7 separate regions of the Mus musculus genome follow, and all the other regions are linked to region 3. A link is a contact called in public HiChIP or PLAC-seq and promoter capture Hi-C data. All regions are on one chromosome and are shown on one strand. The core of a region is the stretch at or near the end of the contact, and the rest is flanking DNA. Distances in the headings are between cores, read along the strand shown.

Region 1 (2,700 bases), core at 163-2,662, 720 kb after region 3:
TCTGATACATACAAAATAGTGAGTGTACATATTTATCAAAGAGTCTCATCAAATTTCCTTGTCATAATGGAATTACAGGAAATTCCAATCTTTACAAACAGAAACATTTAGGATCTGAGTAACCTTATTGTTTATGTAATAGTCTTTGTAATTAAGTCTTACTCAGAAGAGAGGTAGCTAGTAGTACCTTCCAGTTAAAGGTGACTAAGTTGTCAGAACATGGGGCTGGCAGACAGCTCAGTGGATTAGCATGCTGGTTACTAAATTTAATCTCCAGTCCCTTTGGTTGTCCTAAGACCCCCGTGTGTGCTGTGGCACAAATGATGCCCTGCCCCCAGACACTAAGTTATTTAAAAAGGAGAAACTTTACTAAGATATCATTTTGTTAATGCTTAGAAAATCTCTAAGCTATTTTCTGCTAGTCAAACTAAGTAAATTAAAAAGATAAAATATTTTGTCATTGTTGAGATGGGCTACATTCTTTATTGGGATGATAAAGTTGCTCAACTGTAATTCACTGCTACTAGGCAATGCATTTTATTATAAGTGATTAAACATTCAAAAGTCTTAATATCTGACTCATTATGTATATACATTATAAAATTAAGATAACACCAACATGGGGAAACAACATTCAATTTTTTTTTATAGTTTTCAGATATGTTATGCTTTTTAATGAGAGTTTTAAACATGTATTAAAAGCAATTAGACTTTCTCAGAATGCTGATGTACTTTTTGTAAAATTGTATAAAGGCCATTTTGTTTTGTTTGTTTTTTAGACAAGATCTAACTATATAGTCCTCGCTGGCCTGGAATTCTCTATATAAACAGAGGCTGGCCTCAGACTCACAGAGATACACCCTCCTCCACCTCTTAAGTGTTGGGGTTAAAGGTGTGATAATCACACCTAGCTAAAAGGGCTAACTTTAAAATATAGAGGGTTTAATGTTTGATGTTTTCTCTCTCTCTCTCTCTCTCTCTCTCTCTCTCTCTCTCTCTCTCTCTCTCTCTCTCTCTCTCGGTGTGTGTGTGTGTGTGTGTGTGTGTGTGTAGGCACATGTAGGTATGTCTACATGTATCTGTACATGCATGAAGACCAGAGGAGGACATTGTGTCCTGATCTCCTATCCTCCTATCGGTTAATTTTCTTTTTTCCCTTGAGACAAGGACTTACTGAATTTGGATCTGGCTGTTTCTGCTAGACTGGTTGACCAACCAGACCAGAAAACCTTCAGTCCACACCTCCACAAGGCAATGCTGTGGTTGGAACACAGCAAAGGTTTTTACATGGATATGAGGGCTCCAGACTCAGGTCCTCAGGCTTGTGCACTGTGCACTCGCCCGTGGACCCCTCTCTCCCTCACTTCCCATTGCTTCTGGAGCAACAGGACTGGCCCTCATTTACATTTGTTTAAGCTGAAATCTTCCACCTCCACTTTCTAGCCCCAGCTAAAGAGGATTAGGACATGAGAGGGATCCTGTGCATCAAGCCATGATGTCAGCACTATTTTCAAAAACATTTTGTAAAAGATGTTTTAAATTCCCAAAAGACTCTCTAAGGTCAGGATTTAATGCACCAAAGAAAAACTGAGCCAGATTCTCTGTGTTGCAAGCATTGCAAGCATAATTACCACGGAGGATACGATTTCATGTTTCCTAAGATAACTGTTTACACTTTCTGCTGACTTTCAGGCCCTGTCTGGTTAGGTAAGAAACTAAGTCATAACAGAGCTGAGCTTTCTTGCAATGTGTGCTTATGTTAAAGCTTTTTTTTTCTCCAACTACCTGGATACCCAATTATTATTTTAAAGTGATTCTAGTACATTTACTGTCTTCTGTGTCTATGAATAGGAATGTGTAAGGCCGTTGGCAGAGTTAAAGCTTTGTGTTAAATACACACAAAATGGCCAAATAAGTATTCGCTTTATACACATCTGGGCTTTTAAATTTTTAAGTGACATCTTTGTTAGTTTTTAAAACATGTATTTATTAATTTAATTTAGTGTGTATGTGTGTGTGAGTGTGTATATGTATGTGAATGTGTGAGTGTGTATGTGTGTGTGTGTGCCTGAGTGTGTATGTGTGTGCACCATATACAAGCAAGTGCTCTCAGAGGTCAGAGAAGGTGTTAGATCCCCTGTAACTAGAGTTATGTGCGGATTCTGAGCCACTGGAACTGGGAGCTGGGAACTGAACCTGGGTCCTCTGCAGGGGCAGCAGGTGCTCTTAGCCACAGACCCATCTCTCTAGCCCCATCCTTTGTTCATTTCAGTCAGTACCACTCGGATGAAAACCTGATATTGGAGCTTCCCTGTTATTTAAAACCCCAGTGTGCTTCTATTAGCTTTGACCGAATGAGCACTTATAAGTCAGAAAGCTGGTCTGTGTGGTCTGTACGTGATCACTAGCCTGTTCCCACCTACATTTCTAAGAGATTTAAAGTCTTGCTTTCTGTCAGAGCTAAACACCTCTTATATTACTGACCTAGTTAGGGTTACCATTGCTGTGATGAAACACCATGACCCAAAGCAAGTTGGGAGGAATGGGTTTATTTGGCTTACATTTTTACATCATAGCCATCACTGAAGAAAGACAGGACAGGAGCTCAAAACGGGAGGGAACCTGGAAGCAGGAGCTGATGCAGAGGCCATGGAGGATATTGCTTACTGGCTTGCTCCTCACTGTTTGCTTGGCCTGCTT
Region 2 (2,700 bases), core at 45-2,544, 900 kb after region 3:
GAAGCACATGCCTATAATCCCAGAACTCTGGAGGCAGAAGCTGGAGAACCAGGAGTTCAAGATTAGGGATAATTATACAGAAAGTTCTGGGCCAGCCTGGGCTATCTGATACCTTCTCTGATATAAGACATCTAGATAAAAAGACCTGGGATTTTAGATTCAAAGCTGAATCTAAATTCCCATTAATATTAAAAAAACAAACAAACAATACCTAGCCCTGACCAGGGCAGAGGCAAGTCCATGCAACATTCAAATGTAGGGTGATACTGCCTGTACTACAGGAGAGCATGGATCTGTCTGTCTAGAGCAATGGTTCTCAATGTTCCTAGTGCTATGACCTTTTAATACAGTTCCTCATGTTGTGGTGATTCCCAACCATAAGATTATTTTTATTGATACTACATAACTGTAACTTTGCTACTATTATGAATCATAAAGTAAATATCTGTGTTTTCTGATGACATCTGTGAAAGGGTCATCTCCTATGGTCATGGCACATAGATTGAGAAGTAATGTCCTAGCGTGAGCTACAAATCAACATCTGGAGTCCAAGGAGGGCCACAGGAAACAGAGGGAACAGTTTTAGGAATAGATGCTGGGAGAGCCAGCTCAGGACCCCAAGCAGGTGGTTCTAGGACTAATCCCATAACTAATAATTCTAGGACTCGTTATTGTAAATAACCTTCCTACTTCTGTTAGATGAGACCTGAACTCTGTCTGTCTTATTTGTTAGCTATAGCCTGGTCTAGCATAAGACCTGATTTAAAAAATAAATGGGTGCTTGGTTATGTTTTGAGGGATCCGTGTTCTCAAAGAAAAGTGAGAATCTGCATAGAATAGAGGACAAAGTAAAACAAGATCAATCTGGAAGTGGTTCATTTTGGCTTCTTTTTGTTGTTGTTGTTGTTTTTATTCTCCCAAGTTTTAGGGCATTCATGGGAGCCATTGGAGCACAGCTTTAATCAAGTTCAATGCAACTGATGTGATGTCAACCTTGTAGGTAAACACCACACTAGCAAGTCCAATGTGAAACTGGAATATTCCCTCTACCCATAACTAGGTAGGATGGCCTTCAGCAAGCAATGCCTTGACTCTTCTATAAGCCCCCTCTGTGCACTGAAGGCATTTGCCCAGTCAGGAGCTTTTCTTTTCTGATGGTCTGTGATTCAATGATGCTGCTTTGTTTTAAAGAGATTTCAGACTAGGATTGAGCACCATGAAAATCCACAGCGGTGCAACAGCTTCTAAGGAGAATTGGAGTGGGCCTCGAAGAATGCTGTGCACACATGCTGTTTCCATGGAGTCGGGCTCTTCTAGGACTCCGTGTCTGTGGAGGAAGCTGCAGCATATTTCCTGTGGGCAGTTGCTTCTGTTTCCTCACCCTCTGGGCAAGAGACAACATGATAAAGTTGAAAGCTCATTGGGTTTAAAAAGGACAAGACTGAGATTGTGGTCCCAAACCAGGCGTGTGTACTTGATCATTTACTGTTGTAAATACTGTCTGTGTCACTTACAATTAATACTGTCTTGGTCGTTTACTATTGGCTTGTCCAAGGTCATGGTTAGAGCCACTTCACTGGGAGCCATCAAGAGAAAGACAATGTCTCTTCTGAACATGAAGAGCTAAACTGAATACGTGAGCAGGGTTGGGAGAATTTAATCAAAATGGCTGGTGGGACAGGAGAAAATGAGGGGAGGAAATACTTTAGAGGTTAATTAATCTGTTGTTCTGTTGTTATGACAAATACCTGATAAAAAGAACTGAAAGACAGAAGGATTCTTTTACTTTACGGTTTTAGAGATTCCAGTCCATAGCTCTTGGCATCGTGGCAGCAGGACCACATGGAAGACAAAAAGCAGGGAGCAAGGAAGGGACTGGGTGGGGACCAGGTGTAACCTTCAAAGAACACATCCAGTGATCTACTTCCTCCAACACTAGGTCCCACCTCCTAAAAACTTCCAGAACCTCCCAAAACAGTGCCACCAGGGGAGACAAGCACTGAGCACACGAGTCTGTGTTTGTTTCATACTCAAACCTTAGCAGGGAATGTAAAGGACTCGCTAAAGGCATATGCATTTTATCAAATGAAACTTAAAGTTCGACGTTGTAGTCTGTCTGGTCAAAAGATATATGGCAGAGTTGTCGAAACAATAAAACCAAAGGGTAGCAGTTCCAACTCTGTACCGAACACACACCCCTGAGGCTGTTTTTGTCATCTGTAAAACACATATGGTCTCTTTGCCACACCTAACTTGTCAGAGCTGTCACAGGCAACCTTGGTTAACCAAATGTGATGAAATAATCCCCCAAAGTTGTGTTTATAAAAACAGTCCACTGCAAAGGCCCACAAAAACTAGGTGTCTTGGTTTGTTTCCTGTTGTTAAAACACAACATCTAAGACTAGGTAGCTTATAAGGTTAAGAAGTGGACTGGAGAGATGGCTCAGTGGTTAAGAGCACTGACTGCTCTTCCAGAGGTCCTGAGTTCAATTCCCAGCAACCACGTGGTGGCTCACAACCATCTGTAATGGAATCTGATGCCCTCTTCTGGTGTGTCTGAAGATAGCTATAGTGTACTTATATACATAAAGTAATAAATACATCTTAAAAAAATAAGATTAAGAAGTTTATTCTTTGTATTCTTTGTATTCACTTTGTAGACCAGACTGGCCTCGAACTCAGAAATCCGCCTGCCTCTGC
Region 3 (2,700 bases), core at 146-2,645:
CCCTGCCAGAAAGTAACACAAGCCAGACAGTGGTGCCCAGAGAGGGCCTGAGTCAGGAAAGGAGAATCACTATCCATTTGGTATGGTACGTTGCTCACTGATCCTGGAGCTCATTAATTTGGCTAAGCTAGCTGGCCACTGAGCTCCAGGGATTCTCCCATCTCTAGCTCCCTAGCACTGGGATTATAGGCACAATCCACAATGCCTGGGCTTTTATGTGAGGGCAGGGGTCTGAATTCTGGCCCTTAAGTTTGTGCAGCAAGCACCTTACTAACTGAGCCCTCTCCACAGCCTGCACATGTCATAATAAAATGAGATATCTATGTATAGATATATACAAACTTTTTGTTCTTTAAGAGTTTTATCCACGGGGGCTGGTGAGATGGCTCAGCGGGTAAAAGCACCCGACTACTCTTCCGAAAGTCCGGAGTTCAAATCCCAGCAACCACATGGTGGCTCACAACCACCCATAATGAGATCTGACTCCCTCTTCTGGAGTGTCGGAAGACAGCTACAGTGTACTTACATATAATAAATAAATAAATCTTAAAAAAAAAAAAAAGAGTTTTATCCACTTTCCAAGAATGTCAACAAAACCCAGGGCCACCCTTGACTCCTAGCCCTTTACCTCACTCTTAAAGGGGACTTTTTAGGAGTTTTCTGGTTCCCTTGAGCCTTTGGTTCACCATCTTTTCTTCTTCCCTTGGACAAATAGCCATACAGATGAGCAAATAAGACATTGGTCACAGTCTCTGTCATACAGGGCTTTCCCTCATGAGGTTCGTCTCCCTTCCTCTACCCATATCTTCCGGTATTAATTATTCAGCCACACTTCAGCCACAAACGCTGTAAGGTTCTTTAGTCCCCTTTGCATTAGGCAATGATTGCCAGAAAATGTATCTTCCTCTGTTAAAGTACAGTATTCATGCTATCTTTCAAGTGTTACGCTAATTTTTACCTAATATTTTCTAGAACATAATGACGTTTAATTTTTTTCTTCTTCTTCTTAGACAATAAAATAAAAGGTAGAGCAACACCTTTGTTATAGGATCCTGACAGATCCTGGCTTGGGAATCCCACCTCATTACTCCCTTGGGGACACGAGCTTAACCCTTTCCGGGTCCTATCTCACTCCTGTCAACCCTTCCTGGTTCCCTACACTACCCCTCACTTGTGCAAAGCCACTATAGCATCAAAGTGACCCCTGCAAGTCAGATGCCAAAAGCCGGTCAGGCACCCACTGCAGTAGGTTCGAGCGGTTTGGATAGTCTGGCCAATCGCAACCCTAAACTCAGAGAGGCCGGATCGTTCGACCAATCGTAGCCCTGTACGCAAGAGGACGGATTTTCCTACCAATCGCAGCCCGGAATTCAGAGAGCCCGCAGGCCGCCGGGCGATCCCTGAGTGGTGGGCGTGGCTGAGGAAAGATGGCGGCGCCCGTGGCTCCATCCGAACCCCAGGCTTCCCGGGCTCCTCAGCCCCCCGTGTGTCTGTTGGTGTTGGGAATGGCGGGATCCGGGAAAACTACCTTTGTACAGGTGACGTGCACCGTGCAGAAGCGGTAGTGGCGCCTCAGGCCCGGGAAGAAGGGAGGAAGTTGTCTGGGGAATCTGCGGGTCCGGGCGCGTGGTTTTCTCGAGCTGTCCTCTGACTCCTTTCCTTCCCGAAGCCTCGAACCCTAGCCTGGGTCACTTGAGGCCGGCTCCTGGGCAACCTTAATGCACACTTGGTACAGCTGAACTTGTCTTGCTGCGAATTGGCAGCTTTCCGAAGGCCCGGGCCTAAAGAGTAGGGGAGTGTAACGTCTACTACTCTGGTTTGCGTGAAGAGTTGTGAAAGAATCACTTCGTTCGACCTACCACGTTCTAAGCTCTGAGAGTACAGCGGCAATGAGATCGACAGGGTTCTTGCTTTCACGGAGTGAGTGTTTTAGTGGAGGAGACAGAGGAAGAAAACCCTTGGAGGGGCAGAGTTAGCGAAGCCGTGACGGAGAATAGGGAGACAGGTACTGGAACTAGATGGCTTTTTAAACTCTTCAGTGTTGAACACGCTGAGGGAAGAAGGAGATTGTTACAGATTTTATAAGCATGGTCAGTAAAGGGATGGGAATTCTCGGGGCCCGTTCCTATCCTTTGGTCATCACCCTCCAACCCTGGCTCCTTGTTTTTGCAGAGGCTCACAGGACACCTGCACAACAAAGGCTGTCCACCGTATGTAATCAACCTGGACCCAGCTGTGCATGAAGTCCCCTTTCCCGCCAATATTGGTGAGTGCCTGCCTGCCTGCTTGCTTGATTTCCTTTTCTTGTCTTTTCTTTCTAAGCTAGCTAACTATGTACTTTTCTTTTCTGTGGATTTGCCTGAGTTCCGGAACAGGCTTCTTGCTTATGCAGATTTATCCCTCTTATGCACTATCCCCGCTCACCTCTCTCTCATGCCCTCGGTGTGTGAAACCGTTGAATTGGTTTGAGAATGAGACATGACATTAGGTCGGGCTGTCACCTGACACGTGAATCCTTTGGTTTCTTTTGTCAGAGTTTATAAGATTTGCTGTAATTCACTTTATAGGCAGGTTCCTTCCATTTCCAAAGTTGTGTGTGTGGGGTGTGTGTGTAAGAATATGCACTGTTCTGAGGAGAGCTTTCTGATTGAGACTATCAAAAAGATTTAAGTATTGGTGTGATCCAAGGGAGCCTGAGGC
Region 4 (2,700 bases), core at 183-2,682, 980 kb after region 3:
TGGCCTCTCACAGTGCCAAGCCTCAGCTGCTCTGCTCAACTCCTTCATGCCTTCAAAACCAGTACCACCTGGGTGACCCTTACACATTACCAAGTCCAGCCACAGCACAAGGTACAACTTTGGCTATATCTGGAACAAAGCCACTGTGCTCTCAGAAAACACTTCCCAGAAGATGTCACCTCAATGATGCTGGTCTCTTCTTAATCACCGCTAATTTCTTAGCTCCAGCTAACCAGCATCAATAGTCCCAGTAATGCAAAGTTTTTGCTTTTGTAGTTCTGGTATCTTGTTAATCACAGCTGATTCTTCAGCCCCAGCTAACCAGAACTACAGAATCTTCACAATCAAAACAGCAATGGCCTTGAAAAGAGTCTTTAATTTTCCCTTTGAAATTTCACAAACCAGACCTCCATCTTCTGCAGTGTTCTCAACATTATCTTCCAAGCTCCTACACAATATCCGACAGAGCTCTTAACAAAGGATGGATCTTCAAGCCCAAAGTTCCAAAGTCCTCCCTCAGTCCTCCCCAAAACATGGCCAGGTTGTCACAGGAATACCCCACTATGCTGATACCAATTTGTCTTAGTCAGGGTTTCTATTCCTGCACAAACATCATGACCAAGAAGCAAGTTGGGGAGGAAAGGGTTTATTTGGCTTACACTTCCATACTGCTGTTCATCACCAAAGGAAGTCGGGACTGGAACTCAAGCAGGTCAGGGAGCAGGAGCTGATGCAGAGGCCATGGAGGGATGTTCTTTACTGGCTTGCCTCCCCTGGCTTGCTCATCCTGCTCTCTTATAGAACCCAAGACTGCCAGCCCAGAGATGGTCCCACCCACAAGGGGCCTTTCCCCCTTGATCACTAATTGAGAAAATGCCTTACAGTTGGATCTCATGGAGGCGTTTCCTCAACTGAAGCTCCTTTCTCTGTGATAACTCCAGCTGTGTCAAGTTGACACAAGTTGCCAGTACAGCAAGAAAGCATAATGATAAAATATAGGACCAAAGCAAAACTGACACCAAGCAGGATAGACTCCAAGTTCTGTATCTGTGTCTGATGTCAAAAGTGTTCTTCAGATGTCCAGTTCCTTTCAGTTTTGTTGACTGCAACACACCTCTCTCCTGGACTAGTTCCACAATCTGATAACAACTCTCCTTGGCAGGTATCCCATGACTCTGACCTCCAGCATCTTGGGTTCTTCAACACTGTCCAGGCTTCACTCACACCTTCATGCAGTCTATACTTGAAGTCTTTGAAGTCTCCTCTGCAATGACATTATTCCAAAACTCTTTAATTAGCCTCAGGCAGATGCTTAGGACAGGGGCAAAAAGTTGCTACATTCTTTGCCAAGTTATCACAAGAATGTTCTCTGGGTCAGCTGATAAAACTCTTGTGCTGTGCTGACATCATTCAAATTAGCATACTTGGGTGTGTGGTATAGTTAACCATTACTATCTTTCAGGCTCCTACTAGAATGTTAAGCCCCACCTTTCAACTGCTTTCCTAATCCATATCCTAAAAGTCTGCTTCTACCAACAAGCGGCCGGTCAAGCTTGTCACAGCAATACCACTCCTGGTAACAACTTCTTAGTTATTCTCCCCTTGCTGTGTGAGACCCCAGTGACCAAGACAACTTTTTTTTTCTCCCTCTAGACAGGGTTTCTCTTTGTAGCCTGGCTGTCCTGGGACTCTCTGTAAACCGTGCCGGCCTGGAACTCACTATTCACCTGCCTGTGGTTCCCAAGTGCTGGGATTAAAGGCATGCACTATCATGCCTGACTGCAAGGCAACTTTTATAAAAGAAAGCATTTAATTGTGGGCTTGTTTACAGTTTGAGAGGTTTACTCCAAGGTCATTATGGTAGGAAGCAGATAGCATGGTGCTAGAGCAGCAGCTGCGTGGTGGTGGGGTGGGCACAGTGGACTGAGAACTGAGCTTGGGCTTTTGGAACTTGAAAGCACAGCCCTAGCGACTTGCCTTCTCCAACAAGGACACACCTCCAATCCTTTCCTAATAGTTCATCAGCTGGGGACTAAGCATGCAAGGATTTGAGCCCTATAGGGCACATTCTCATTCAAACCACCATGGATTAGAAAAGGATTCAAACTTTTATAGCAAATGATTGGCCTTAAAATTAAAAAAAAAAACTGTAAACTTATTTAATAATATACAAAGTCAGTATACAAAATTAATTCCTATATATATTACAATTACATAATATCACATAGTGGGAAACTAAAACATTTATACTAGTCTTCTCAAAATCAGCTTGATGAAAAATACTCAAGACTGCCATAGTAAATGCTTCAAGAGGAAAATAAACCTTGTTGAGGAAAACAACCAAAGCTTGTAACATAGCCCAGCAAGTAAAGGCACACACAGGCATGCACACAAGAGAAATTAAATAAAAGAATAAATGGCTAATAAAAGGCAAGGGAAGGTCATGGGTTAGAAGAAGACTTAAAATTAAGACATCAGTTCTACTAGACTCAGTTCATTTCACAAATATCCCACAAGCCCTACAGATTTGGGGGTCAAACAAACACAGGCCAATTTTAAAACTTTGGGAAACATAAAGATCTAGATTACCCTAAGAATGTTAAAGATCAGAATTGAAGTGTTCTTAATCCATGTATTGAGGCTTTACAAAAAACTATGATGGTGTGATGATGTAAAGAGACTCAGGCACTAAGAAGGGTG
Region 5 (2,700 bases), core at 95-2,594, 780 kb after region 3:
GTACGGTGTCTGGGTCATATGATAGTTTTGTTTTGTACTTTGTGACAAACCTCTCTACTGACTTTTCAGTAGCTTAGTAATTCACTAATTCACACTGCCACCAGTCATATGTAAGGAGCCCCTCCCCCTCCCCCCTGTAGCTCCTGTTGTTTGATGAGAGTCTTTCTGAGTGGGATGTGGTGGGTTATCAGTGTGATTTTGATTTGTACTTCTGTGTTGACTAATGACATTGATTACTTTGTCACGGATTTAATGGCCATTTATATGTCTTTCAAGCACTGTATTCAGGGCATCTGGTCATTTGTTAATTAGACAATTTGTTTTGGGGTGTTTAACTTTTTTAGTTCCTTATATATTGTGAATATTAACCCCTTGGGAAATGAAGAGATACTTTTTGTTACGTGTAGGCCCTGGCGTCGCATAGATATCGTCTCCTTTGCTGCACGGGAGCTTTTACATTTCATATGATTCTACTATGGATTTCTGTACTCTCCAGTCAGGGCCTGGGCAGCCTGAGTCAATGGCTGTTCTGCATCCGGAGAGAATCAGCTTACTAGGTAGCTAAGAATTGTTTTGCCTCTCTCAGTTCTGCCTTCACGTGAGCAGTGAGTGCGTGGACAAGCGCAGGAAGCGGCCCTAGCCTCCCCTAACTAGTGTAAAACGCGCACACTCCACTCACCCTCCCTAACCCTAACTAGTGTAGAACGCGCACACTCCACTCACCCTCCCTAACCCTGAGTCCCAGCTTGGGTGGAAAGACTGGCATTTACCAAAGGCAAACGATCTGTGGATCTTATCTTTGAGGCTCCCTGGATTTCCTGGGGACAAAACGTGTGGTTTTATCTAGTATATGTATAGATAATTATATCGCAGATTGTGACTTCAGTGTTTATCAAAGATCAGCTCCAATCAGCCCAAAGTGTATGGGATAGCTGGGAAATAATAGGCTGTGACATATGAATGACATACACACTCTTCTTCATGAGTTCTAAAGTACAGCTGACACCAAGCTGTCTCTGTCATCTTGCCTACTGCTGCTCCTCAGCTCTCAGGACCTCTGTCAGGCCATAGCTCAGATATGGCCAGCTTTCTTGCTGTGTCCCTCTCCTGCCCCATCTTGCCTCCTTCCAAATGCTGCTACTTGCACAGATCCCTGGGCTACTATCAAAGCTACCTTTCATTTGTGCCATGGGACCCCGGGAGAATTAGTAAAACCTCCCTTTCTTAGCAGGCTCTCACTGTCCTTTGTCCCTGCAGATCTCCCGAGTGTGTAGTGCACAGAGTAAGACTGTCTCTGTTCACTAGGTCCAAGTGAAATTTACATGCTCTGTTTGTTCTCTCTGGGGTCATTATGCATATTAATGTTAACTCATGAATTATGCATCTGTGCATTGATATGTTCAAGCATGCATTTACACATTACTGCCTGCCTCTGTATCTCCACTCATTACTCTTTAGCTGCTCACACATTACCAAGCCCATACGTAAATCTGCCCTCTTAGGTGTAGAATCAAGCAGTGCTATCTTATCTGTGGCGACTTAGCTAAGAATGGCATCTGATGGTTTTTTCCATGTGCGAGAACACATTCACACTCATTCGTGATTTCTTCTCTGCTCTCTAACTTGCAGCTAAGCAGTCTTACAAGATATTTTTTTTTTTGCCTCAATGTCCCTTTGAGCATTATTGAGTTCATGATGCATTTTAAGTATATGTGTCTCATTTATGCGACTTGGGTTTTTTTTATTAATTTTTAGTTCCATAAGTAATATGAAACTCTTTCTTTTACCTTTAATATTCTTTGTTTTCATTAAAATGTATTCAGTGTGCATATCACCACTGATCACAACTCACTGTGATGTTCCCATATAGGTGTGCGCGTGCACTTTTCATCAAGCATGTATTTTTAAGACCTTGTCGTGACGGTATCCACAGACTGGACCGGTTCTTGCTGAGTGATCTGCTCCCTCGTGTGGGCCGACCACCCCCATCTCAAGCATTACTTACCCATGCATGCATTATCCTCTCATCTCTTTCAATTTAAACACAGAGAATTGTTTTTCTAGGTTTTGAGGTCATGGATGCCAGGACATTAGTGAGTGTTCGTGATTAAGTCAGAAAAGGTTGAAACACGAATTGTAAAATAAAGGAAGGGAGAGGGAATGGGATCAAATAGAAAATACTCTAGCTCATTGCATGGATGAAGGGGGCTGTGGACTCACGCGCTCTTGACTTTCCTTGTTCTGGATGCATGCACTGCCTGCCGCAGGAAGCACATAACATACTGATTCATGATGAAAGCAGTCTGAAGACAAATGTCTATGATAGTCATGGGGTAGTTGCTGAGCCAAGTGACAACCATTCTACACCTGTGATGGTTGGATGAGACTAGATTCCCCGAATGTCTAGAGACAAACCCTTGACTCAAGAGTTTCCAAAGCAAGATCTCACTCTGGAGTGGGAGTACCCTGCTCTTCAAGGGCCCCCAGGGAAGATGGATGCCCTGAACATGGTACAGCTGAGTTGCAGAGACCTTTCTGGACTCACGTCCTAGGGCTCTTTCAGAAGGAAAGCATGTTGCTCAGAAGAATCCAGACAGAGTGCTTATCACTGGCCAATGCTAACAGATGGGCTGGGATGCCAGCGTCTCACCTAAGCAGGAGCAGAGGACAGACAGGCATGGGCACTTCTTCCTAGGCTGT
Region 6 (2,700 bases), core at 83-2,582, 700 kb after region 3:
ACATCCCTAGTAAACCCCGCCTGACACTGAAGAATGTGAGCTGGGGACAGTCTGTCCCCTCTGATTGCACTGGAGCTAATGACATGACACTAGGGGAGCCCTGGAGAGTTGAATCCTCGTTCTCTTTGCTGTCCTAGCCCATGCCTGAGATATCAAAGTGCCATCAATCAGTTCATTTTGAAAGAGGGGATCTCACTATGTGGCTCAAGCCAACTTCAAATCAATAATCCTCTCTCCTCAGCCTCCCAAGTGCCAGGATCGCAGGTGTGTGCCCCATACCCAAATCAAAATGCATTCTTCTGAATTCTAACCCCTCTATCCTGAGAGGTTTCGTTCCATTCTCGTTTAGATCAACTGGAAGGAAATCCTAAAGGGTCCAAGCAGCAGTCCTCAAGGTCTGTGAGGAGCAATGTTTGGAGCAGTGGCTGTTTGGGGAGGGTAAAAGAGAGAACTCAGAGGTGGGGCTGCCTCCTGCTTCACGGTCCTGGTGTTATTTTCCATACCATTTGTGCCCTGGCTACACCCATGTTAGGTATGGGGAAACTGGTACTTCAGCCCTATTTACCAAGTGCCAGGAGAGTCTAGCTTGCGTGTTGTTTTGCCTCTATTAGTATGCTCAGCTTGCACTGTAACTCCAAGAATGTTAAAGAGACATTTCAAAATGCATTGAATTAATACATTCCTTTGCAGTGATCCTATGTCCGCTAAATGTTCCAAAATGCGACACATGGAAAACGGAAAACAGACCTAAAGTGTGTGTTTGACTGACACTGTGAATTAGGGCATCCCTCAAAGTATAAACACACCCCCCCTCACTGAATACATATCCCTGCAAGGGTAATCCCTGGGGTAGGGGCCCTTCTAAAGAAGCTGAGGCTAGACCACCAGTTTCAGGACTGCTGCTATACCTCACTGTGCTGGGGCAGAGCTGGGTAATTTGGTCAGAAGAAGTCAGGTAGTTCTCCAAGGGGTTAGTCCTCTGAGCCTACTTGCCTAGAAAGACATTAGGGTTGTTACCTGTTGCTGAGAAAGGCTAGCATCACTCAGGGGCTAGGAAGAGAGAGCAATGGATGAGGGCTTGTATGTAATTCATTGCTAAATAAAGGCTAGCCTCCTCCTGCCATGCCACACATACACATATACACACGTACACACACAACTGCGCGCACACACACATATACACACATGTATACACACACACACACACAAGTACAGACATGTACACCGCCCCCAGGCCTGTTGCCTTGCCTGGACTCCTGGTGCACATCTAGGGCTGTGGTCTAGGGAGCACTGAACTCATTCACCCTCCCAGCAGTCGGGCCATGACGCGCGTGAGCCTCTGACTCATCTCGATGTCATCAGCCCTATTTCCAGGAGTGAGTAACTCAGGGAGGGAGGTGTGGTGGGGGGGGGGTGGAGGGGTTGAAGAGGCAATGTGGTCCAGGAAGAGCCCCATCCCTCCTCCTCCAAAACAGGAAATGCTCCACTTCTTAAGAAAAGATGCACCCTGACTCTGCTCTGAAGTGGGCGGCTACACATCGAGCTGGCAGTGTAGGGACAGCAGAATCCAAAGCTGCCAGGACTTGTCTCTTCACCCCACCCCCAGTATCCAGGGAGTGTGTTAGCCAGAAGAGGGGCCAGTGGACTCTGATCAGACTTAGTAACGATAACGCATGCTATCAAGTATTTGATTCCCACTTTGGCCTATAGGCTTCCCAGTGCTCCATCAACAGGAAATACAAGGCTGGGATCCGAAAGCAGAGCCCTTCTTTCCCAGTCCGGCCTCACTATGGGCTAGGAAGATTTCCTCTGACATGAAGTCCCTGCCAACTTTGGCTTCTTTTCCTCTCTGAGATTCCAAATTGGGCTCAACCTGGACCTGACCCTGTTTCTTCCGTCATACTTTGAAATCCCAAGAGTGAGTGATTGTGGATGGGCTTCAAGTTCAGGACAGACCTTTGAAATAGAGTCACTCTGCCCCCCCTCACCCCCTGGCCTCCCCACCCCCCATCCCCACACCCAGTCCTCTGGTTTTCCAGACAGGCTCCTATAACATCCAAGGCTGGCCTTGAGCTTTTAATTCTGCTGCTTTTAATCTAATACTGTGAAATTATAGGCAGCCACCACCACACCTAGCTTAGAGTCCTTTGGACACAGCACTGGACCAGAAGATCCTGAGTCAAATAAAGGTTAGTAATTCTGCCCATAGTCTGCAAGGTGCCCTAATGTCTTAGCGCCCCCAGCTTGAGGGGTTAAGGTCCCCTGTCAGCTGACAGGGGACCTGGTATCTTACTTATCTTTGCGTCTTAGATTTCCTCCTACCTGATTCCTCTCCAGAGAGGTCTTAGGAAACATCCTTAGTTTCCTGTGGGAAGAATCTCCAGGAGAAGACCATGCTTAGGAAAAGACCTTGCATCTTGTGCGCACTCTCTGTGTCCTGGGCTTGACACTGCCGCTTACACTAAAGAACTTTCTGGATGGATCATCACCTATGTTGCCTGTGATGCCGATGTCATCTTCCTCATGTTTCTGAGGGAACTGGGGCTATATCGTCTTGATACTTAAGTGAAGGAGCAAGATGGGAACCCAGGTCTGGTGGCTTTGTGGCCGTTGCCACTCTTCTATAGAAAGCCCTGTGATGACCTCATTCAGGATTCTAACTGCAGACACTAATGAAACAGAAAGACTTGGCAGGGGGTC
Region 7 (2,700 bases), core at 170-2,669, 530 kb before region 3:
TCTCTGTCGAGGTCCCTGCTCCTTGGAACCTGCAACACAAACAATTTGCCAGGAACCAGATTCCTTTGTTGTTGTTTTTTAAGACAGGGATTTGCTAGGCACCCCAGGCTAGCCTTAAATATCCTCTTGCCTCCACTCCTAAGCTCTGAGACTACAGCTGTGCACCACCTCCCTCAGATGGACCTGAGCATCTGTATTAACTAACACCAGTCCTCTAGTGACCCAAGTACAGACTTCAATGTGACCACTGCCCCACACCTAATCTCTCGTTTTTGGAGACCAAGAATTAGAGCGACTTTTTCCAAAGCTCTTCACCTGACTTCTCCGCTTTACTGCCCTTCTGTTGATGGACCTGGAAACGAAGAAGCTGACACTGGGCATCCTGTCCGGCAGCAAGAATGTCACCAGCAAGCGCCAAATTCATGGTGGCCCGTGTCTCCGTGTCATGAGAGTGCAGCAAGGAAGCGCTCAGGCACCCGTTGATCAGCTCTAGCTGCAGAAAATGCTGTGAGGGAACCAAAGTGGGCAAAGGTCAGGCCAGCCCGGAAGTCACATTAAATCCTAGTCTCTCTCAGTTGTACTTTTGCTTCCCGCACCTCCAGCTCTTATTTTTTGTTTTTTTTTGTTTTTTTGTTTCTTTGGTTGTTGTTGCTGTTGCTTAGAGCTGTATTCTCTTACTGGAGCTTCTTAATTCATACAGCAAGCAGGGTTTAGATTACTAGGTCCAGTTTACAGAAAGAAAAGAATTCCGTCTCCAGCTGCTTGAAGATGGACAAGACAATGTGCCTTCCTGGAAAAGGCCAGCGTATGAGCCCTGGACCAGCTCTCGTAATCCGGCGTGGACAGTCCTGGATTCGCAGACCTGCACAGCTTTCAGTCTAATTTTGGCTGTCTCAACCACTCTGCTCAGGTGAAACCAGCACCCGAACGGCAATCCTGGGTGCTCCCGCTAGAAATGGGTAGGGACTAAATCAGGGGTACTGCTCACCTCTGCATCCCCCGGCCACCCTGGAATCTCCCTGGGCCACGGTATAACCTGTTCTCAGTGGCCCTGCGTTCTCACCACGCCATTCTTTATGCCGGTCTTGGCAGCTCCTCCTCCGCCCGCAGCGATGAGCAGCCCAGTCTTGGGGTCTATCCGAAGCGCGTACAACGGGAACGGGGCCCGGTACAGCTCCACACCCCGGCGCCGACCCATCCCGCCCGCACGTTCACCGCCAACCCCGCGGAACCCACGACATGCCGCGCCTCGCCTCCGAAAGCTCAGGAACTTGGCGCTAGAGTTTTCCGGAAGACTGCCGACCCCTCTCAGCACTGGACTTGCCACCACTCAAACCACCGCAAGCAGCCGATCTGCGCCCGCGCGGCCGACTGGGTCTTGCAGGCGTTCAGTGCGCACGCGCCGAGCTCCTGGGCTCTCTCTGCGCAAGCGCAAGACGCCAATCCGCGTCAGCACTAGCGGGACGCGCTGTCACGGAACCCTGGCGTCGGATCCGGGTCCTAGCCCCGAATGACGATGAAGCTGCCATCTTTGTGTGGGGCGTGGGAGGTGGGGCTAGAAGAGATTACTGAAGATCAGTAAATCGAATTAAAAAGTTCTCGGACTGGGACAGTCCCCACTTCAGGAGAGATACACAGCAGACTCGTACAAGCCGGGCCTTTGTGTGTTACTCCAGGGAGGAAATGGGTTCTCCCGGGTTGTGTGGAGGACAGACACTCCAAAACAGATTCACTGCTTCCTAATATCCTAATATGAAGAAATCAGTCCCCACTTTGAGAGCATCCTCCGCGGTTGATTGGACTCTTTCTTATGGCTTGACATCCACTTCTGGAACATCGAACTCATGGGACTGGCAAGACTTGAGACTAGGCACAAAAACCCACAAAATCCCAGATAAACCGGGCTATTTGGTTACCCTACTATTTAAGTGTTTTTGGAACATGTTCACATTATAGAGATGTAAGGACCATTATTTGAATATGGTTTATATTTTAGTATTTGATGTCTTTTGCGATTCATAATGAGCCCCAGTCAACCATACATGAATTTATACTACCATGGTGTCTTTTGGACCCATATGCAGCTGAACAAACCACGTGATTAGAAGAAGCCAATTTTAGGCCCATTTACTAGCCTTCAGGGAGGAGAGAGGAACTTGACACTGAATTCAGTCACCAGTGGCCAGTATGTGCCCATATGATGAAATATTTGTTTTTAAAACAACCCTAGACAATAGGGATCAATGAGCTCCTGGGTTGGTGGTCTCATGTAGGTGCTGGATGGATGGATGGTGTGCCCAGAGAGGGCAAGGAAGTACTGCATTCTTCACCCTTTATCCTCCATGTACCTTGCCCTACACATCTCTTCCCTTCTGCTAATTCTGAGTTCTATTCTTTATGCTAGAAGAGAAATCCTAAGGAAGATGGAAGTGAGCTCTGTGTGCTGTTCTGACAACTTACCAGACTGACAGAGGAAGTCACAGGGACTTCTGCTTCCCAGCCTGTTATTTAGAAGTACAGATAGATGGTCAGGACTCAAAGCTGGAGACACTGGAAACGATCCTTTAGGATCAGTCCCTTTGATTTATGGGATCTATCCAGTGTGAACACCTGTGGGTGGGTGGTGTTAGAAATTTCGTTCCATTGTTGGACAGATACCTAGTTGGTGTCTTAGAATTGGAGATGTGTCTGAAAACACTC

The links. Promoter capture Hi-C pulls out the DNA fragments that hold promoters and counts their contacts. HiChIP or PLAC-seq counts read pairs in DNA pulled down with a chosen protein or histone mark.
Region 1: a promoter capture Hi-C map of the 3T3-L1 cell line shows a contact between it and region 3, with 8 times the contacts expected there. The contact joins the enhancer-like site here to the promoter of Gpn1 in region 3. A contact is called at or near these places in 12 of 39 promoter capture datasets (the 3T3-L1 cell line, 3T3-L1-derived adipocytes, cranial neural crest and 7 more), 2 of 115 datasets of contacts at active chromatin or transcription factors (embryonic stem cells and large pre-B cells) and 4 of 9 other capture datasets (adipose tissue, embryonic stem cells, macrophages and 1 more).
Region 2: a promoter capture Hi-C map of hippocampal neurons shows a contact between it and region 3, with 2.1 times the contacts expected there. The contact joins the enhancer-like site here to the promoter of Gpn1 in region 3. A contact is called at or near these places in 4 of 39 promoter capture datasets (the 3T3-L1 cell line, hippocampal neurons, liver and 1 more) and 1 of 9 other capture datasets (liver).
Region 4: a promoter capture Hi-C map of neutrophils shows a contact between it and region 3, with 7 times the contacts expected there. The contact joins the enhancer-like site here to the promoter of Gpn1 in region 3. A contact is called at or near these places in 11 of 39 promoter capture datasets (3T3-L1-derived adipocytes, HPC-7-derived erythroid cells, cranial neural crest and 7 more), 5 of 115 datasets of contacts at active chromatin or transcription factors (the 230-238 cell line, bone marrow-derived macrophages and embryonic stem cells) and 4 of 9 other capture datasets (adipose tissue, embryonic stem cells, liver and 1 more).
Region 5: an H3K4me3 HiChIP or PLAC-seq map of embryonic forebrain shows a contact between it and region 3, with 6 times the contacts expected there. The contact joins the enhancer-like site here to the promoter of Gpn1 in region 3. A contact is called at or near these places in 5 of 39 promoter capture datasets (hematopoietic stem and progenitor cells, hippocampal neurons, liver and 1 more), 2 of 115 datasets of contacts at active chromatin or transcription factors (embryonic forebrain and embryonic limb bud) and 2 of 9 other capture datasets (adipose tissue and macrophages).
Region 6: a contact with region 3 is called in an H3K4me3 HiChIP or PLAC-seq map of bone marrow-derived macrophages, with 5 times the contacts expected there. The contact joins the enhancer-like site here to the promoter of Gpn1 in region 3. A contact is called at or near these places in 6 of 39 promoter capture datasets (embryonic stem cells, hippocampal neurons, liver and 2 more), 4 of 115 datasets of contacts at active chromatin or transcription factors (the NIH/3T3 cell line, bone marrow-derived macrophages, embryonic limb bud and 1 more) and 4 of 9 other capture datasets (adipose tissue, embryonic stem cells, liver and 1 more).
Region 7: a contact with region 3 is called in a promoter capture Hi-C map of hippocampal neurons, with 2.6 times the contacts expected there. The contact joins the promoter of Preb here to the promoter of Gpn1 in region 3.

What each region holds. Positions count from the first base shown.
Region 1 is chr5:32,209,594-32,212,293 of GRCm38.p6, forward strand. No RefSeq gene overlaps it. Among named protein-coding and RNA genes, the nearest start is that of Gm36783, 22 kb to the right of the region's middle. Within about 2 kb of position 1,413, at least 6 of the 459 cell types and tissues checked have an H3K27ac peak or open chromatin away from gene starts, as enhancers often do.
Region 2 is chr5:32,389,182-32,391,881 of GRCm38.p6, forward strand. No RefSeq gene overlaps it. Among named protein-coding and RNA genes, the nearest start is that of Gm36840, 36 kb to the left of the region's middle. Within about 2 kb of position 1,295, at least 1 of the 459 cell types and tissues checked has an H3K27ac peak or open chromatin away from gene starts, as enhancers often do. A contact at or near this core is called in hippocampal neurons, where this site is marked.
Region 3 is chr5:31,493,346-31,496,045 of GRCm38.p6, forward strand. It overlaps Gpn1 (GPN-loop GTPase 1), which reads left to right and starts at 1,396. Exons shown (of 14, transcript NM_133756.5): 1 at 1,396-1,538; 2 at 2,173-2,266. The coding sequence starts at 1,428.
Region 4 is chr5:32,471,254-32,473,953 of GRCm38.p6, forward strand. The region is part of intron 1 of Ppp1cb (protein phosphatase 1 catalytic subunit beta); the gene reads left to right. Among named protein-coding and RNA genes, the nearest start is that of Ppp1cb, 14 kb to the left of the region's middle. Within about 2 kb of position 1,433, at least 69 of the 459 cell types and tissues checked have an H3K27ac peak or open chromatin away from gene starts, as enhancers often do. A contact at or near this core is called in liver, where this site is marked.
Region 5 is chr5:32,277,132-32,279,831 of GRCm38.p6, forward strand. All of the region lies in intron 10 of Plb1 (phospholipase B1), which reads left to right. Among named protein-coding and RNA genes, the nearest start is that of Plb1, 39 kb to the left of the region's middle. Within about 2 kb of position 1,345, at least 12 of the 459 cell types and tissues checked have an H3K27ac peak or open chromatin away from gene starts, as enhancers often do. A contact at or near this core is called in embryonic forebrain, where this site is marked.
Region 6 is chr5:32,190,894-32,193,593 of GRCm38.p6, forward strand. No RefSeq gene overlaps it. Among named protein-coding and RNA genes, the nearest start is that of Gm36732, 7.2 kb to the left of the region's middle. Within about 2 kb of position 1,333, at least 142 of the 459 cell types and tissues checked have an H3K27ac peak or open chromatin away from gene starts, as enhancers often do. A contact at or near this core is called in the NIH/3T3 cell line and bone marrow-derived macrophages, where this site is marked.
Region 7 is chr5:30,958,908-30,961,607 of GRCm38.p6, forward strand. It overlaps Preb (prolactin regulatory element binding), which reads right to left and starts at 1,420. Exons shown (of 9, transcript NM_016703.3): 1 at 1,064-1,420; 2 at 316-505; 3 at 1-29. The coding sequence starts at 1,198.